Linked DNA regions of Mus musculus: all the other regions are linked to region 6. Evidence: chromatin contacts called from public HiChIP or PLAC-seq and promoter capture Hi-C data. All regions are on one chromosome and are shown on one strand. The core of a region is the stretch at or near the end of the contact, and the rest is flanking DNA. Distances in the headings are between cores, read along the strand shown.

Evidence for each region. Promoter capture Hi-C pulls out the DNA fragments that hold promoters and counts their contacts. HiChIP or PLAC-seq counts read pairs in DNA pulled down with a chosen protein or histone mark.
Region 1: an H3K4me3 HiChIP or PLAC-seq map of fetal liver shows a contact between it and region 6, with 5 times the contacts expected there. The contact joins the enhancer-like site here to the promoter of Fig4 in region 6. A contact is called at or near these places in 17 of 39 promoter capture datasets (the 3T3-L1 cell line, 3T3-L1-derived adipocytes, the HPC-7 cell line and 12 more), 11 of 484 Hi-C or Micro-C datasets (the BV-2 cell line, the C2C12 cell line, the G1E-ER4 cell line and 8 more), 20 of 115 datasets of contacts at active chromatin or transcription factors (the NIH/3T3 cell line, acute myeloid leukemia, cardiomyocytes and 13 more) and 1 of 9 other capture datasets (pancreatic islet).
Region 2: an H3K27ac HiChIP or PLAC-seq map of embryonic stem cells shows a contact between it and region 6, with 5 times the contacts expected there. The contact joins the enhancer-like site here to the promoter of Fig4 in region 6. A contact is called at or near these places in 1 of 39 promoter capture datasets (hippocampal neurons), 5 of 115 datasets of contacts at active chromatin or transcription factors (embryonic forebrain, embryonic stem cells and fetal liver) and 1 of 9 other capture datasets (embryonic stem cells).
Region 3: an H3K27ac HiChIP or PLAC-seq map of embryonic stem cells shows a contact between it and region 6, with 2.6 times the contacts expected there. The contact joins the promoter of Ccdc162 here to the promoter of Fig4 in region 6. A contact is called at or near these places in 5 of 39 promoter capture datasets (the C10 cell line, the HPC-7 cell line, liver and 1 more), 5 of 115 datasets of contacts at active chromatin or transcription factors (the NIH/3T3 cell line, astrocytes, embryonic stem cells and 2 more) and 2 of 9 other capture datasets (adipose tissue and pancreatic islet).
Region 4: a contact with region 6 is called in a promoter capture Hi-C map of hippocampal neurons, with 4 times the contacts expected there. The contact joins the enhancer-like site here to the promoter of Fig4 in region 6. A contact is called at or near these places in 5 of 39 promoter capture datasets (embryonic stem cells, hippocampal neurons, liver and 2 more), 4 of 115 datasets of contacts at active chromatin or transcription factors (bone marrow-derived macrophages, embryonic basal ganglia, embryonic limb bud and 1 more) and 1 of 9 other capture datasets (pancreatic islet).
Region 5: a contact with region 6 is called in a promoter capture Hi-C map of neural stem cells. The contact joins the enhancer-like site here to the promoter of Fig4 in region 6. A contact is called at or near these places in 23 of 39 promoter capture datasets (the 3T3-L1 cell line, 3T3-L1-derived adipocytes, the HPC-7 cell line and 15 more), 1 of 15 datasets of contacts at CTCF or cohesin (large pre-B cells), 44 of 484 Hi-C or Micro-C datasets (the BV-2 cell line, the C2C12 cell line, CD8 T cells and 31 more), 34 of 115 datasets of contacts at active chromatin or transcription factors (the 230-238 cell line, the NIH/3T3 cell line, T-cell acute lymphoblastic leukemia and 22 more) and 3 of 9 other capture datasets (adipose tissue, embryonic stem cells and pancreatic islet).

What each region holds. Positions count from the first base shown.
Region 1 is chr10:41,023,310-41,026,009 of GRCm38.p6, forward strand. No RefSeq gene overlaps it. Among named protein-coding and RNA genes, the nearest start is that of Gm48057, 10 kb to the right of the region's middle. Within about 2 kb of position 1,427, at least 6 of the 459 cell types and tissues checked have an H3K27ac peak or open chromatin away from gene starts, as enhancers often do. A contact at or near this core is called in fetal liver, where this site is marked.
Region 2 is chr10:40,909,337-40,912,036 of GRCm38.p6, forward strand. All of the region lies in intron 1 of Wasf1 (WAS protein family, member 1), which reads left to right. Among named protein-coding and RNA genes, the nearest start is that of Wasf1, 27 kb to the left of the region's middle. Within about 2 kb of position 1,420, at least 16 of the 459 cell types and tissues checked have an H3K27ac peak or open chromatin away from gene starts, as enhancers often do. A contact at or near this core is called in embryonic stem cells, where this site is marked.
Region 3 is chr10:41,715,071-41,717,770 of GRCm38.p6, forward strand. It overlaps Ccdc162 (coiled-coil domain containing 162), which reads right to left and starts at 1,393. Exons shown (of 48, transcript NM_001358562.1): 1 at 1,334-1,393.
Region 4 is chr10:40,984,297-40,986,996 of GRCm38.p6, forward strand. No RefSeq gene overlaps it. Among named protein-coding and RNA genes, the nearest start is that of Gm48057, 49 kb to the right of the region's middle. Within about 2 kb of position 1,260, at least 20 of the 459 cell types and tissues checked have an H3K27ac peak or open chromatin away from gene starts, as enhancers often do. A contact at or near this core is called in hippocampal neurons, where this site is marked.
Region 5 is chr10:41,003,171-41,005,870 of GRCm38.p6, forward strand. No RefSeq gene overlaps it. Among named protein-coding and RNA genes, the nearest start is that of Gm48057, 31 kb to the right of the region's middle. Within about 2 kb of position 1,396, at least 9 of the 459 cell types and tissues checked have an H3K27ac peak or open chromatin away from gene starts, as enhancers often do. A contact at or near this core is called in neural stem cells, where this site is marked.
Region 6 is chr10:41,301,969-41,304,668 of GRCm38.p6, forward strand. Fig4 (FIG4 phosphoinositide 5-phosphatase) reads right to left here and starts at 1,273. Exons shown (of 23, transcript NM_133999.1): 1 at 1,019-1,273. The coding sequence starts at 1,084. It overlaps Ak9 (adenylate kinase 9), which reads left to right and starts at 1,966. Exons shown (of 40, transcript NM_001370813.1): 1 at 1,966-2,037.

The sequences.
Region 1 (2,700 bases), core at 177-2,676, 280 kb before region 6:
ATTACTGGAAAAATCCCAAGCCTCAGGCAACCAATCAGAATCTGCCCTGTCACCCTGCCACCTGGCCTGAGACAAGGGTAGAGTCAGCAACAGTTTCCAGGCTTCCCTAGCAAAAGTTTCCAGCCCCCCAGCAATGGTTCTGGAATGTCCGTAGAGACAACTAATACATTTCATGGTCACCTACCTCTCCCTGGAATTCTCCTAATGTTCTATAAATTGGGTCTGCAAGCTCACCTGGGCACCTTCACCTTTGTAGATGAGAGACCCCAGCATGTTTCTGCTTTTGCATACAATTTGAATCTGGGGTATCATTCTTCAGTGAATCTTGGACTCTTACACTCTGCTCTTGGCTCCTGGCTGGCTTGCTCTTGGCTTTCTTCACAACTCCTTTCTTCATCTACTTGTCCTCTCTCCTCTTCCCTCTTTTCTTCCCCTCCCCTCCCCTCCCCTCCCCCCCTCCCCTCCCCTCCCCTCCCCTCCCCTCCCCTCCCCTCCCCTCCCCTCCCCTCCCCTCCCCTCTCCTCTCCTCTCCTCTCCTCTCCTCTCCTCTCCTCTCCTCTCCTCTCCTCTCCTCTCCTCTCCTCTCTTCCTCTCTTATAGACTTACCCCTCCTCTCAGTGGCCTAATTCAGTGTGGACCTTTTCAGGTGCCTCTGGCTGTACATTCCCTCATATCTAGAAACAAACAAGCAAACAAAACAGAAAGCCAAAAGCCCATCTTCTCAACCATACCTTGGAGCAGTCTTGTCCTCATTTTCATTCAAAACAGTTGTCTAGCAAGACACAGTGTCACACATCTGTGATCACAGCATTCTAGATCAAGGCAGATGGATCCTGGATTTCCCTCTAGCCTGAGTTACACAGTGAGACTGTATCAGAAAACAAAAACAAACAAAAACCAAAGGAAGTTAAAAAAAAAGCCTGAGATCAATAATAGATTGTGTGTGTGCTCGCGCATGAGAGACAGAGACAGAGACAGAGACAGAGACAGAGACAGAGACTGAGAGAGGCAGACAGACAGACAGACAGACAGACAGACAGGCAGGCAGAGACACAGAGAGAACAGCAGGGCAGGAGATCAGATATGTACTAAACAAGCATTCTTTTTGTGAATTGGACATGCTTTGACATCTAATGGCCCCCTGGAGGGACTGGTCCTCCCAGGGCTAGCTATTGAACAACTTATAGAAACATGCCTTTCCCCATAGCCCAGCTGATCTGAAGCCTGTATCCCCAGCTGCTGCTTCTATCCAACTCTCTCATATCAAGCCAAATAGCCTCCTGCCCAGTGCTGGACCACTGAAAGGCTGGGTGCTAGCTGCTTGGCCTGTTGAAGTCACTCCTAAACTGCCTTTTCCTGCCTTCCCTTTGCTTCTACTAAAGGCTTTGCTTTGCTTTGCTTTTGACCCGGGCTTTTCCTCCTCCTGACCCATCCCATGCCTTTCCATGGGGAGCTGCATAGTGGCCATGCCTTCTGCTGCTAGCAACCTGAGAGCTAAGATTTCCTCCTTCATAATGGACATTTCCAGGTCTGTGTGCCTCACCACATTGTTATATTAAAACAAATTCAGGGGAATTCTCACACTGGCTGCCTGTAGAAGAACAAGAGAAGTGTGCTTTGTTCCTAACACTTTGGATTTGTGTGTCCATGTGCTTTGTAGTTGAGAGAACCTTGCCAGGGCAGGAAGACTCAGTACTGGTCCCAAGAGCAGTTATCTCTGTGGGCCACAGGCATAAAAGTGGGCACTTGTCAGAGCGTGCTGGGATACTGTCAGCTGGACCCTTTGTTATCTTTGTTGACTTTCTTAATGAGAGCTAAAGATAGCAGGAGGACTTTTTTTTTTTTTTTTACCTAGAGCCAATCTCATTTGGTGACCAATTTAGGGGACTATAGTGTAATCTTGGGCTTTTGTGGAAGTGAATTCATTAGGTTTGCTGCCACCTGATCAGTCACCTTAGCCAGAACCTCACTGAGGGGTTCAGGGGAGGCATGCACAATGCCCAGAAAGACTATCTCTTCTGTTTCATGCAGTAGATGGCGCCCATCACTATGGCTGTGACTTTTCTCACCTTCTGCTACTTATCTTTTAAGTCATTTTGAGTAGCTACAGAATGAATACCATTTTTTTTTTCTAAACTTGAGACAGGGTCTTGCTATTACATAGCTCTGGCTGTGCTGAAACTTGCTATGCAGGCCAGATTGATCTTGAATTCCCAGAGATCTGACTGCCTCTACCCCCCTAGTGCTGGGGTTAAAGGTGCTTGCTACCATGCCTGGCTGTGAATGGCTCTTAGTGTTTTTGTTTTGATGGTCTACTGCTGATAACTAACTGTGTTTATTCTTTGCTCTCCTGGTTGTTTCTAGGGTCTTTGGACAGGAATGAGAGCCATTCCCTTGGTGGTGAGATCACCAAAAGCCACCACACTTGAGAAAGAGTGACATGTGGAGTAGAGGTCATTTGTGCGACTCTACAGAAGCTGTAGAGGCTGAACTGAAATTCATTCTAACGTGGAAGAAGACTTGTCATTAGTACAGAAGCCTTGAAAAGACAGTTCAACTTTTGACTGTATACACGACAGAGCAGTGACCTAATGTTTATTTCCCCAGGATATTAGACAGAATTATGTTTTATAAAACTTTCCCCTTGGGGGAGTTTTAACTGCTTTTTAAATTAAGTTCTTGTTACTTTTGCTAAAAATT
Region 2 (2,700 bases), core at 170-2,669, 390 kb before region 6:
TCCAGATTCTTAGCGAGCTGAGAAAACAGCAGCAAGCCTTCACATGAGGGCTGAGAATGGCCATGGTCCCTCATATGAGGGCTGAGAATGGCCAGAGTCCCATTCCAGCAGGGCAGGTACTGAGGAGGACGTCTGGGTGGCGCAGTTAATCACAGCAGGTTTCTTCTCTGAGGGAGCAAAACTTAAATCTCTGGGGCTGGCAAAAGGGACACACACACACACATGCTTAAGTACTTCGTTGCTTTTCCCCTACAGTTTATATCCCCCAAAGAAACCTTCAAGCAATATAAAAATTACAGTGTGGTTACATTGTTTTTCTTCACATGAACGATTACAATGAATACAAGTAAAAAATAGCATGTTCTCTAACACCCTTCCATGATTAAACATTGTACATATTACAGGTGAAGGACTCACATGCATTCATGTCTAAGCAGCTTAATATGGATTAACAAAATGTGAAGAAGCACGGTATTTCTCAGCCAGTTCTCTTACTGGCAGGCTGCATTTTGAAGTTTCAAAAAAAGAAGCAATCATTTTTATTATTTCTCTTAAAAAGTAATCTTACCAAAAAATCTTAAAAGACACTGGGCCAACAACCAGGCAGCACACACCAGCTGATATGAGGCCCCTGACACATATACAGCAGAGGACTGTCAGGTCTGGACTCAGTGAGAGAAGACACACCTAACCCTGAGGACTTGAGCCCCAGGGAGTTAGGAGGCCTGGGGATGGCGCTATAGGATGGGGAATGGTTCCTATGGGATGGGGAATGGTTGGGTGGCAGACCAGGAGGGGAAATGAAGTCTAAACTGTAAAAAAAAAAAAAAAAAAAAAAGATTAAAGGATTTAAATTAAAAAAAAGATAAAAAACACAGGTAAGCAATTATTTGGAAAAACTGTGATGTAAAGTTTGAGCTAATTTTGTTTCAAATAAGAAAATTATGTCTTAAGACTATTCAAAATAAAATGAAAATATCCCAGAAAAAATCCTTAAAGAATCACACACCTAAACTTATATATAAAAAGCAATCAGGGTGCACAGCTACTACTCATTGACATTTAAATCGTAGAATCAGAAAGCTGAGGGCATACACGGGTACAGGAAATTAATCATCGCCCTTGATTACCAACCCATCATTAGCAAGAAAGGTGCATCAGCCAGCGATAACCAGGCCGCCATTGTTCTTGTTCCCTGGCCTCAAGGAGCCCCTCACTCAGCTATCAAAACTATGCCTTTCTGAACTTTAAGTTGTTCCCTGAGATTTTCAACATCAAGGCCACACTACCAAAAACATCTTACCGTAACTTTACTAACAACCTTCATCTCTAAGTTCTTTCCGAGGATGATGGTGGAGTCACTGATCTGCCCCAGCAGCAGTGCTTGAGAATGGCCAGTCACTGTGATTTTATGTGCCTCTGATACTGCCCAGCGAGGGGCTGGGAGCCCCGGAGAGTTTCCTTACAGCTTGTAGATTACAAGGGACATGCTGACTGTGAGGGCACCCACTTGTGTTATATTTGGAAGCCACCTCTTCACTGTGATAAGTATCCATACATTTTCTCACTTAAAAAGAAGCCAAAGGGGCTCCCAGTTCTGTTTCCTAATGTGTAAAGCCATGAGTACTGCCTTCAGAGCCTCACGCTGGACTCTCTGAGGCACGCCCATCATGCTTATGCTAATTTGTGGGCTGTCCTCTAAAGCTTCCAAAGTTGCTTGCTGTTCCTTTTGCATGCCCTGCCCCCTTCCCCAAAATTTTTATTCTGTAAAAGACATATTTTGAGAATTAAGTATTTCAGAAGTTTTGAGTTTTTCATATTTAAGTCAATAGCAACTGACCCTGGTGAAAACTTGTCCAAAAATTTTTGGAAGTCATAAAAATGTCCACACTGGAGGAAAGTTAAATTACAATATATCCTACAAGCTTTAAAGTAGGAATTAAAATGTGTTTTTCCAGTGTTGGTGAGGGAAACTAGAATATAAATTTGAGAAAAGTAGATTGTCAGTTTTAAAAGATGTTTTGGTGTGTACACTGTGTATGTGTGCATGTAGGTCAGAGGACCTCACTGGTGTGTGTGCACCTTGTATGTGTGTGTGTGCATGTAGGTCAGAGGGCCTCACTGGTGTGTGTACTCTGTGTGTGTGTGCATGTAGGTCAGAGGGCCTCACTGGTGTGTGTATTCTGTGTATGTGTGCATGTGTGTGCATGTAGGTCAGAGGGCCTCACTGGTGTGTGCACCTTGTATGTGTGTGTGTGCATGTAGGTCAGAGGGCCTCACTGGTGTGTGTACTCTGTATGTGTGTGCATGTAGGTCAGAGGGCCTCACTGGTGTGTGTACTCTGTGTGTGTGTGTGTGTGTGTGTGTGTGTGTGTGTGTGTGTGTGCGTGTGTGCATATAGGTCAGAGGGCCTCACTGGTGTGTGTACTCTGTGTGTGTGTGTGCATGTGTGTGCATGTAGGTCAGAGGGCCTCAGATGTCAGTCCTTACCTCCCACTTTGACACAGGGCCTTGTTGTCTAGGCTTCTACATGGCCAGCAAGCCTCTAGGCATTCTCCTGCCTCCACCTCCTGTCTCACTTCAGGAGCACTGGGATTGCAGATGCACCAGCTCGAAGTGGTTTCTGGAGATGGAACCCTTTACCCTTTCACAGCCAGTGAATGATCACCTCAGCCTGAGCCGCTTAAAAGTTGTGAGAGA
Region 3 (2,700 bases), core at 143-2,642, 410 kb after region 6:
AGTGGAGGCAGGAGGACTCCCAGTTTGGGGACAGCCTAGAGAAACAATGTGTGTGTGGCCTAAAGTTTCTTTCCACGGAATTAGATTTCCCTTTCCTTCACAGGCTTATTGGGTGTCGTCTCCTTATTTACACAGACTCACCGAATTCCTGTTTGATACAAGAAACACTAAATGTCACAGGCAATTCGAGTGCTCAGTTTGCACACCCACCCGGTGATGATTACTATCTATGCCGAGAGGTTTGTAAATGCCTACTTAACCACTTTAGCAGAAAGCAGCAGAGAAGAAAGCTGTTCTATTGTTCTTACGCTCTGAGGCAGCTCTGTGACAACGTAGGACCGTCCGTGATCAGGTCAACAGTCTGGGTCGTAAGTTGAAAGGGCACCAGGTTGGGTGTCTGGAGATCAGAGGCTTCGTAACCACTACTCTGAAATGATTCCATCTAATTCTCCTCACTTGATCAAGTATGATAGGACACCGGAAGAGGAATGCTCCCTGGAGACGAGCAGGCAGGATCCAAGCAACCCTCGGGGGCACTGGTCGGGCTAACTGATTTACACGGTAAGTCATTCTCGGGCAAGTGATTGTTTCTTATTCGTCCTCAGCTCATTTTAACAGAAAGATGCAGCGGTGCCCAAGAAGAGCTTTCATCTTGGATGCTCTTTTGGAGAGGACTAGGGTCCAGCTGGCATTAACCCATATGTCACATCTATGAAATGCTCAGTGACTCAGCTTCAGTTAGCGCTCACTAGCGCTTCAGGAAGTCACTAACAGGTGTTCTTCACGGCACATCAATAACTCCAGCCGTGCATCTGCCCGCCCATGCGTCTTTGGTGAGATGGCTCAGTGGGTAAGGAGCTTGGGCAGCTCTCCGGGACACTCCCATGAACTGCCTCAGCTCCAGATCTGATACGCTGACCTCCATGGGCACTCACACACACACACGGCATCCACATCCACATAACCACAAATAATAAATCATTGTGAAAAAAATCAAACTTGTGTTTAATCTTAGTTTGCTATGGCTTAAAAATACTACTTTATCAACTGGCTATGGTGGCACAAACTTGGTGAGGCAGGAGGATCGTGAATTCAAGGCACGCATGAGGCCCGCGGTGTTCCGTCCCTACCCTGGTACCCCACAGGGTTTTTCAAGCCACCATCCTGAATAGTCTACTGTAGCGTGTCTCTCACGTCAACCTTACATCACCCAAAGCTGACTTCCCTCCAGTCCAGCTCTAACAAAGCAGAAATGACCACCCTGCCAGTGACCTGCTCCAGTACAGTTAATTCTAGAGCCCAACTCCCTCCAGTATTAGAAGACTCACAATACCTGCTGCTCCAAACACAGGACTGCTCTGGCTTCACAGTTTCGTGGAAGTTGAGGCTTGCCTTGGCAAGAATGGTCCGATTCCCCTGCCCCCTCCTCTCTCCCTCCCTCTCTCTTTCTAATTTCTAATTAAAGAGAACCCAAACAATTCTTTTTCAGTGAAGTGAAAAGATTAATGAAATCTTCCTGTTCCAGCAAGGAAGTTGCCCAGCAACTCCGAAGCTGCCCAGAGAACGCCCCCCCCCCCCCCCCCAGGACAGACAGCTTTGGCTCCGCCCACCCAGAGTCAGCGGCTTTGGCAAGCAGGTAACTGTGGAGGCAGATTTGTTTGCGTTAGTAACTGTGGAGTGACAAAACCATTCTTCACAGGTTCCTAGTAACTAAATGTCACCCTAACAACCAAAACAGACTCCAGCAGTAACTTGTGTGTGATCATGTTGTTTCTGCACCACAGGGTTCCACCATAGTCTTTCTCCCTTTAGGAACCTAGGATCCGAAACAAGCAAAAGCAATTTCAATTTCCACAAAGAAAGTAAGCAAATTAGAACACTCCAACTCAGTTACCGAGATTTCTACAGTTTTGGCTTTAGCCCATGTGAACTCATCTTTTACTTTTTCCACCCTGCACATAAACAAAAGCATTTTGCAGTAATTCTCAACCCGTGGATCTCGACCCCCTCCTGCGACCCTTCCACGGGGTTTGCATAACAGGTATCCTGCATATCAGAGATATTTATATTATGATTTGTAACAGTAGCAAAATTAGTTATGAGGTAGCAATGAAATCATTTTATGGTTGGGGGCTCCATAACATGAGGAACTTAACTAAGGGGCCACGGCATTAGGAAGGCTGAGAACCCCTGGTTTACAATTTTCCCTAACTGCTGACCCTTGGCTGGGCACTGTACTCCCCCACAGAAACCTAGTGAGGCAGGATTAGTAGAACCCTCATGTTACAGGGAAACCCAAGGCTCTGTGGAATTCTTGGCTTGTGCAGACAAGACTGATTTTGAACCAAGTCTATTCATATTCACTCTGAAATCTTAAGTGGTTTTTTTTTTCAAACTATCTTATACTTTTATGAGACAATTCTCAATTCTTATTTGAAACATTCAAATAGTTATAAGTGGTTACACTTTTTGTATGGTAATTTGTTTTCCCAATATATTTTCCTTGTTTTTATCCTGAGCTGGGAGTCTGGCCCAGGTCAAACCCTTTACCACTGAGTTAAAAGCCAGCCATCTATTTCACACAAAAATGATTTTATTAGTAAGTGAGCAGGTGTAGACCCTTTCCTAAGTGTTCAGGGCTGAGATAAGGCCCTGGTGGGATTTTTCCCTTTCTTTCTAACCTTAATGACAGAGCTCATA
Region 4 (2,700 bases), core at 10-2,509, 320 kb before region 6:
AGGTCACAATCATGTATTAATATTGGCGATGCTGGGTTTCTACGGAGACCGGTGACCTACATCAGTTCATTGGCAATGCAGCAGACACAGAGACTAGAGAGAAACATACACTCAGGGTTATGCTTAAGCTCTGATCTCTGCACAGCTGACTCCATGAAGGAAGCACTACTCAGGCCAAAGGTAAAACAAAGGCCCACTCCACCAAAGCGCATAGATGTGGGAAAGTCTCTAAATGCGCTCACCTTGTTCCTTGCTTCTGTAGTTCTGTTTCTGTTCTTGTTAACTGAAGAATGTCAACCCACAATTTTTTTTTTTTTTGTACTTAAACTCTCACCCTGAGAATGGCTCAGTGCTGCACTGAGATTTCAAATACTGAGTGTAGTCACCACCCAGCTAATAAAGACTTTCAATTGGCTTACCTCCATGTCTGAGCAATCTTCTCTGGTTGATATCCCACAAAGAACAGATGGTCGACATTAAACCAACTCAAGGGAAATAAAGATGGCAGAGATCTGTCATAGATACATGTCATGTGTGACCCTTGGTCTGTTTCCAATATTGAAAACATAGAAGAGTGGTCCCATTGATGGCTGAGCAGATACGCCTGGTAGTCTAAGTGTAAGTCCTGGCACCCACGTGACAGAAGAAAAGATCCAACCCCTGCAAGTTATCCTCTGTCCTCCACATGCATGCTGTCACAGGGGGATGTGTGAGCACTCCCACACACATATAATTTTTAAAAATTAACAACAGAACTGGAGACCAGAGAGAACTAGATCATCCTACATTGTAGTTAAGCTGATAGATTAAGTAAATGAAAGAGAATATTCAGGACAGTGGACCATGAGGAGAAGCCTGGTAAAGTCGAGCTAAGGCTTGAAGGCCTGTGGACCCTCAAGGAACGGTAGGCACCTCACCAGCCTCCCATAGAGAGAATTGTGGCCAGCAGTCACGTATTGGCGGTGCCCTCAAGTCCCTCCACATGCAGATGAGGCATCCCTAACATCTCAGACCAAGTCCTGCTGTCAGACCCCAACCCACCCCCAAACTATGTATAAGGTCCTACCCAGAAGGAATAAAGAGCATCTGTCGCATAAGAGCTGTAACACTGCCTGGGAAGAGAATGCTCTCCAGAAGTCGTCGTCCCCCCCCCCCCCCCCCCCCCCGCACTCCGCACTCTGCTCGCTCTCTAGCCAGCCCTCTGCTGTCTCAGCTCAGCTTGGCTGGGCTCAGCTCGGCTGGGCTCAGTGCAGCCAGTGCAGCGTCTACGAGCAACAGCGGCTGCCAGCTGCCGTGAGCAGTGGTGCCAGAGCAGTGGCAGAGGGGGCAGAGGCAGCAGAGCGGGCAGAGGCAGCAGCAGCAGCAGCAGCAGAGGTGGTAGAGGCACTTCCCCCTCTCGGCTCCTGCCCTTTCCCCTTTGCTTGAACCCTCCCACCTGGCCAGAGATTTCTGGGCTGAGAGCCTCCAGTACACAGACCAGCAAGAATATTACAAACAACAACAACAACAACAACAACAATTTCAATTATATGTGGAACATTAAAAATAAACTCCATTAGGTAGCCAGTTACTGATAAATGCACTCAGAAGTAAACAATAAAAAGCACTGCTAAACAATTCCTCAAAAATAACATTCCACCATATAACCACTGAGTCGAGATCATGAAGGTATTTACGAAGTGTTTACTGAGGCATCAAGGTGAATTTTTTTAAATGTACAGATCTAAATTCATTTCTCAGAAAGCATGAACAAATGGAAGAAGTTGAGAAAGAATGACAGAGCAAAGAAGGAAATGATGATTTTAAGATCAGGACTCGAGGCTAGAGAGATGGCTCAGCGGTTAAGAGCGCTGACTGCTCTTCCTAGAGTCAATTCCCAGCAACCACATGGTGGCTCACAACCATCTGTAATGGCATACAATGCCCTTTTCCGCTGGGTCTGAAGACAGCTACAGTGTACCCACATATATAAAATAAATAAATATGTTTTTAAAAGATGAGGACTCAATAAAACTGTGAACAACAGCAACAACAAATTGCCAGCTTTGGTAGGTTTCTTGAAGCCATTGGCAAGACAGATCTCTGATAAGATTTATCAAGGAATAAAAAAGAGAGCAGGTGACTTAAAATCCAGAATGGAAAGAGGGAAATGACTGTGACACAGAGCACGATGAGCATAGATGAGAACAGAAACCCATTCACCCCTGAATTTGAAAGTCAAGAAGGGTACAGTGTAAAGGTGTAGGTTTTTAACTTCTTACAGGAAAAACGGAGAGCTTGAACTAGATAGTGTATTGGTCAACATTCCATTGCTTAAAAAAAAATGTCTCACAGTTTTCAAGGTCACAGGCACTGAGCAAAAGAGCCTGTAGGGAGACAAGCCACTATGGCGGGATCATGTGTCACAAACAAGGGAACAAAAAATGGAGAAGAAGAGAGGGTGTGTGTCACTCTTCCAGCAGAGAGGATCCCCAATATCGACTACTATCCTCCCACCAGGCCCACACCCTTCAGATTACACCACCTCCCAATAGCGCATCGTGGTGAGCAAGCCTTTAAGAGATCTTCAGGGACAGTCAACATCTAAATGATAGCACAGTGATGCCCAGTTACATTAGTTTCAATTTAGGACTTCAAGTTCCAATTTGAAAAGGAAGGCAAAAGGTGGTCACAGATTCAGGCAGTCTCATGGGTGAATTT
Region 5 (2,700 bases), core at 146-2,645, 300 kb before region 6:
AATGATACACTTAGTTCAGAAAACTCACTCCTAATGTCTTGCCTTGGCGTGTTATCAAGACTGTAGGCATGAACCTGGAGACATTTCCCCTAACCACTGACAGGATTTTGTCTAGTTGTTTCCAAGCTTAGAGGAATCAGACTCAAAACTCCAGCCTTGAGGCTCAGAGCACAGAACACTGGCCCTCCACATACTCCATATGTCCAAGCACAGGATTATTAGTCATGGGACTGGAATTTGAAGCTTAGACACAGGGCTTCTAACTCCATGTTCTGCCACAGGTTGCCCCATTTCTTCAGCCGTTGTGTCCATCCTGAGGTCCGTGAGTCATACACATCCCAGGCAGCAAAAGTGAGGCCCAGCACACTTGTAGAAGACAGTGTCATATTGCAGTGTCAAACATAGGCACTCCTACTAGAGAGAGCTCTGCTGTCTGTTTATGGAGTGTGATATTCAGTCAGCTTCCGTGTGACAATCTGGCTGCAGCTGAGCTGTGGTCTCCTGCCATGGTTCATAGCTATGTTGAGGAGTTACTCAGAATTCACCATTGGTCCTGTGGAATGATAATCTCAGATTCAGTCTCATTATTACTCTGAGTGAAAGAACCTGGGCAGCCTGGTTCCACCTTGTGGACATGGGCAGTTTGGCATGTCCACTCATACTGGAGAGGCCCATGAGGAGCTGAAGCCCCAACCAGAAAGCCCCAGATAGCAAACACTCCGAATCTCCAACCATTCGAGTATCTATGTGACATAAGTAGAAAACCATGAAATTTGTTTCGTGCACAAAATTGTGAAAAATTACTCAGGTTTTGTGGAAAAATGCATACATAAAACATAAGGGAATTTTGTGTCTAGATTCATGTCCCAGCTCAGAGACATCTCATTACATTTGTGCAGATTAGATTAGATTCGATTAGATTTTATTTTCTGTGCACTATGTGGGCATAAGTTACAGATGGCTGTAAGCTGCCTGGTGTGAGTTCTGGGAACTGAACTTGGGTCCTCTGCAAGAGCAGAATTCATTCATAACCAGCACACACCATCCAGCTAGCCCTAGTCCCAAGTACTGCAAAAGAGACACGCTGGCTGCATAGAGTCATCTAGTCATTTAAGTATTCCTTTGAAGGCGAGAGGCTGGCAATGAAAGGTGATTTTTGACTCTGCTGGCTGGTTGTGTAGACCTGGCACATTTTGCAATGTCCAAGAGGACTTTGGCTTTTCTGAGTTTTCAGCATCAGTAAAAGACTACGTATATTACGGTAATTATATTACAGTAATTACGGTATATTAGTACCTAATGGAATTTTACTTGGGAGATCAGGCACTCTGCATGACCAACAGATGGCAGTGTTGACCTGCTTTAGACAATGCTGTCAGCAGCACAGTATTGCTCCTGCCCGTGGGTGAGATACCCAGTAACAGACCAGGCTGAGATGCATATAGTTTTCCAGTCCTCTCTCTCTCCCTACCAACCTGCCCCCACTACAGAGTCACTTGGTTAAGTGTCTTCTTCCAGAAAGACGTGCTTCCATCTCTGAGGGGGAAAGGGCTGAGAGCACAGAAGAGCAGAACAGACCGGCTGGGCTTGTTGGCGTCATTTCTTCACATAAAATAAAATAAAATAAAATAAAATAAAATAAAATAAAATAAAATAAAATAAACGTTTGAAATGCTTCTCTTGCACCTGAATTTATTGTTAAAGTGTAGAAAGTCTCAGAGTAGGAGATGAACCTGTTCAGGCAGGCCTGAGGGTGACCTGCTTAGCATGGACCATTGGCTATGAGATGAGAAGGGGGTCAGCAGGGTGAGGGCCTGAAAGGATGGCCCAGGCATGGTGCAGGCAGGAGGGAAAACACACCAAGCTGCAGAGACAGGACTAGAACTGAAAAGGCCAGTGACAACACTGAGTGGTAGCCCTGTAAGGGTTTCCTGTGTGCCAGGCTCCGTTGGAAGTTTTAGTTATTATTTTTTAAAAGATTTGTTTGTTTGTTTATTTATTATATGTGTATAAATACATAGTCACTATCTTCAGACACACCAGAAGACAGTGTAGACAGTGTCATATTGCAGATGGTCAGATGGTCGTGAGCCACTATGTGGTTGCTAGGATTTGAACTCAGGACCTCTGGAAGGGCAGCCAGTACTCTTAACTGCTGAACCATCTCTCCAGCCACACACTGGAAGCTTTTTGTAAGAGTGGTTTCATCTATTCCGTACCATCACCAAGGAGGTGGACACTATGATTGTATCCATGTGACAGCTTCAGAGAAGGAGGTCAGCTACAGTGAGGCCCAACACACTTGTAGAAGACAGTGTCATATTGCAGTGTCAAAAAATAGACACCCTTGCTGGGTGTGGTGGCGCACGCCTTTAATCCCAGCACTTGGGAGGCAGAGGCAGGCAGATTTCTGAGTTCAAGGCCAGCCTGGTCTACAGAGTGAGTTCCAGGACAGCCAAGGCTATACAGAGAAACCCTGTTTTAAAAAAGAAAAAAAAATAGACATCTTTGCTAGAGAGAGCTGTGTTGTCTGTTTGAGGAGGAGGAGGAGGAGGAGGAGTGTGGTATTTGGTCAGCTTCCGTGTGACAATCTTGTTGCAGCTGAGCTGTGATCTCCTGGCATGGTTCATAGCTATGTTGAGGAGTTACTCAGAATTCACCGTTGTTTACAGGTTACACTTGGTCCTTTGCAATGCTAAT
Region 6 (2,700 bases), core at 23-2,522:
TCTCTGACCCCAGGGTTGGGGGTGCGGCGTATAGACAGGTAGAGCCTGGGCGAGGGACACTCATTGGCCAGCCAGTCTAGCAATATGGGAAGCTCCAGATTTAATGAGAGACATCTAGGGTCAACCCCTGGCCTCCAAACTCCTCCACGTGGGCACACATACCCACACACATGTACATGCACTACACACACACACAAATAAATTAAATTAAATAAAATTTCTAACAGGGTTTGTCGTCCTCAGCAACCGAGTTTTCATGGGTGCCACTGAAGACTTGTGGGAAAAGAAATTCTGTTTTATAAAGAATAGCATCTCAGCCAGGGCCTCAGAATGCTCAGCTTACCGGTGGGCTAAAATTCCCATGTGACAGTTTATTTACTCTCCTATTGAAGACTAGCCACAGTTCACTGAATATACCAAACGAGATACTCACACCCTAATATCATAGTGAAGGCCAGATTCAGATAAACCACACTATAGCAACTTTGTTTCCCAAGCACAGAAATGAGAAAAAAATAAGTTCTATTAGCACCGCTCTGCAAGCCAGAGAACTATTAACAGATGCGTCCGGGTCACAGAACCTCGAATCCCAGCAAAACAGTGCATGTGATTAAGACCAATCACGGTGATAGTATACCATGAAATCGCAAAATAGAAGCTACCTGGGCCAAGTTCACATTTTTTTTCATACCCCCTGACTTTACTGTAAGGAGTGGACTCAAGAACTTCAAGATTATGGGAAAGCAGAAAAGAGGAACTCTTTCAGAAGCTGTGTGCAGTTCCTGTGTGCCACAGCACCTGTCTGCACGCACTTCTTCCAGCCAGCCACATGTTCCTAAGCAAGACAGACCTGCAAACCATCCAGTGCTTGACTGCATGGCCCTGGCGGCCGAGCCTGCAGCGGCGCTGGGAGGAGAGGAGGGAGTACGGGGTGCTGCCTCTTCCCGACGACCCCACAGGGTGCCCCGATCCCCGCAGCGCAGTCCTCCCGCCCCGTCCCGTCGTTGTGGGTACTCACAGCTCTGGTCTCATACAGCACCAGCTTCTGGACCGAGCTGATGATGGGGGCAGCGGCCGTGGGCATGGCTCCAGCCAATGGCGGCCCCGCCACAGGGCACCAGGCCGCGGCCCAGGTCGTGACAGCGGCGGGGTTCCCCCTGGAGACAGAGCGAGGAGACCCCGCAGACCTCCAGCACACCAGACACAGCTGACAAAAACAGTGTCAGAACACCAAACGTTCAGCAGCGGGCTCGCCGGCTGCTTCCGGATTCCCTCAGCCCCGCCTCCCAACCAGCCCAGCCCAAACCGGAGGGGCGGGGCTACAGGATCACGGGGTTGCTGAGGGCGGACGCTAAGGGTGCCATCTTTCTTAAGGGCAGGCAAAAAAAAAAAAAAGAAAGAAAGAAAAAGAACCTGACTTATGTTGACCTTTAAAGAAAAGAAATCAGATGATTGGGTTCTCCTTTTGGAGCGGTTTCTCCGTGTTGTAATTGGTCTGTTTCTTCCTATATACTCTTTATTTTCCCGAAACCTGTCTCCTGGATGCCTGTGATTTTCCCCTGTTTTGTCGCCTATTTTATCTCCACGAAAGTCAATAAAGTTAATATTGTGGCTGTATGGCCCACAAATCTTTCTTAATTACATAAATGTGGCGCCTTTGGTATTTGCACATTTTATGTGTGAGGCTAACGGTCTGAATTCTAAAAGGGACCGTGCTGTGTAGGGCGAGCGCGCTGCTGTTAAGAGTCAGTTCTAGTTAAGATAAGGTTTTCGCGTTTGCTGTCTGGGCATAAGTAGGTAATATATGCACTCGCTCTGTTGGTCACCTCTACACTTTGGGAAAGGTGTTTTATAATTATGACTACATTTAAACACAGGCTTAAGAATTCACTTTGAATTACAGCTCCACCTCCCGAGGCCCCGCCCTCCAAGAGGCTCTGCACGCCGCCCACAGGTTTCCAAGGCAACCGCCTAACAGCTACCTAGAGCCTCAGTAGAGCCTCAGAAGATAGCTGCTGTCGCGTCCCCGGTCCACAGGTAAGCAGAGGCAGGGAATTGTCCACATTCTGGGTGCATTTTGCCATCAGTTGCAGGAAAGTACACTTCCGGCGGGGACCCCACACCAGTTGCTTTTCTTGCAAAGTTAAACCACGATCTCTTCATAAATCGACTTTTCAAAACCAGTTCTCCTTTTAGCTAAGGTATTTATCTCACAAATGCGGACTAAAGACTTGCCTGCCCCAAAGGGTAACAGTGGCCGCTAAAGTAGCACAGGCAGGAAGTGCTAGGTTTCACAGGGACCCCTCGCTATATTCCAGAATTCACCGCTAGAGGGCTCTCATACTGAAAAGAAAAAGGTAATTATTAAAATACAAACAAATAGCTGAAGAGGATATTAAAGTTTGCTGTAGATTCAAGGCAGGACGTTACAAGGTTTTTAGAGTATGATTATCTATTATCTATTATTGGTTTTGTTTCAGTTTGATATATCTTTTTTATTGAGAAACTAGAAAGAAAGAGGGCAGGAGTCTCAGTTATGGCATTTTATGCTGGTGGGGGGGTGGGGGGGTACGTGCGTGTGCGTGTAAGCCAGAGGCTAAGCCAGCAAGCCCCAGAGATCCACTTATCTCCATCTTGAACTGCATCTTTTAACTTTTCCATTTCACAATGGAAACCAGCTCTTCCCAATGCAAGCTAAAC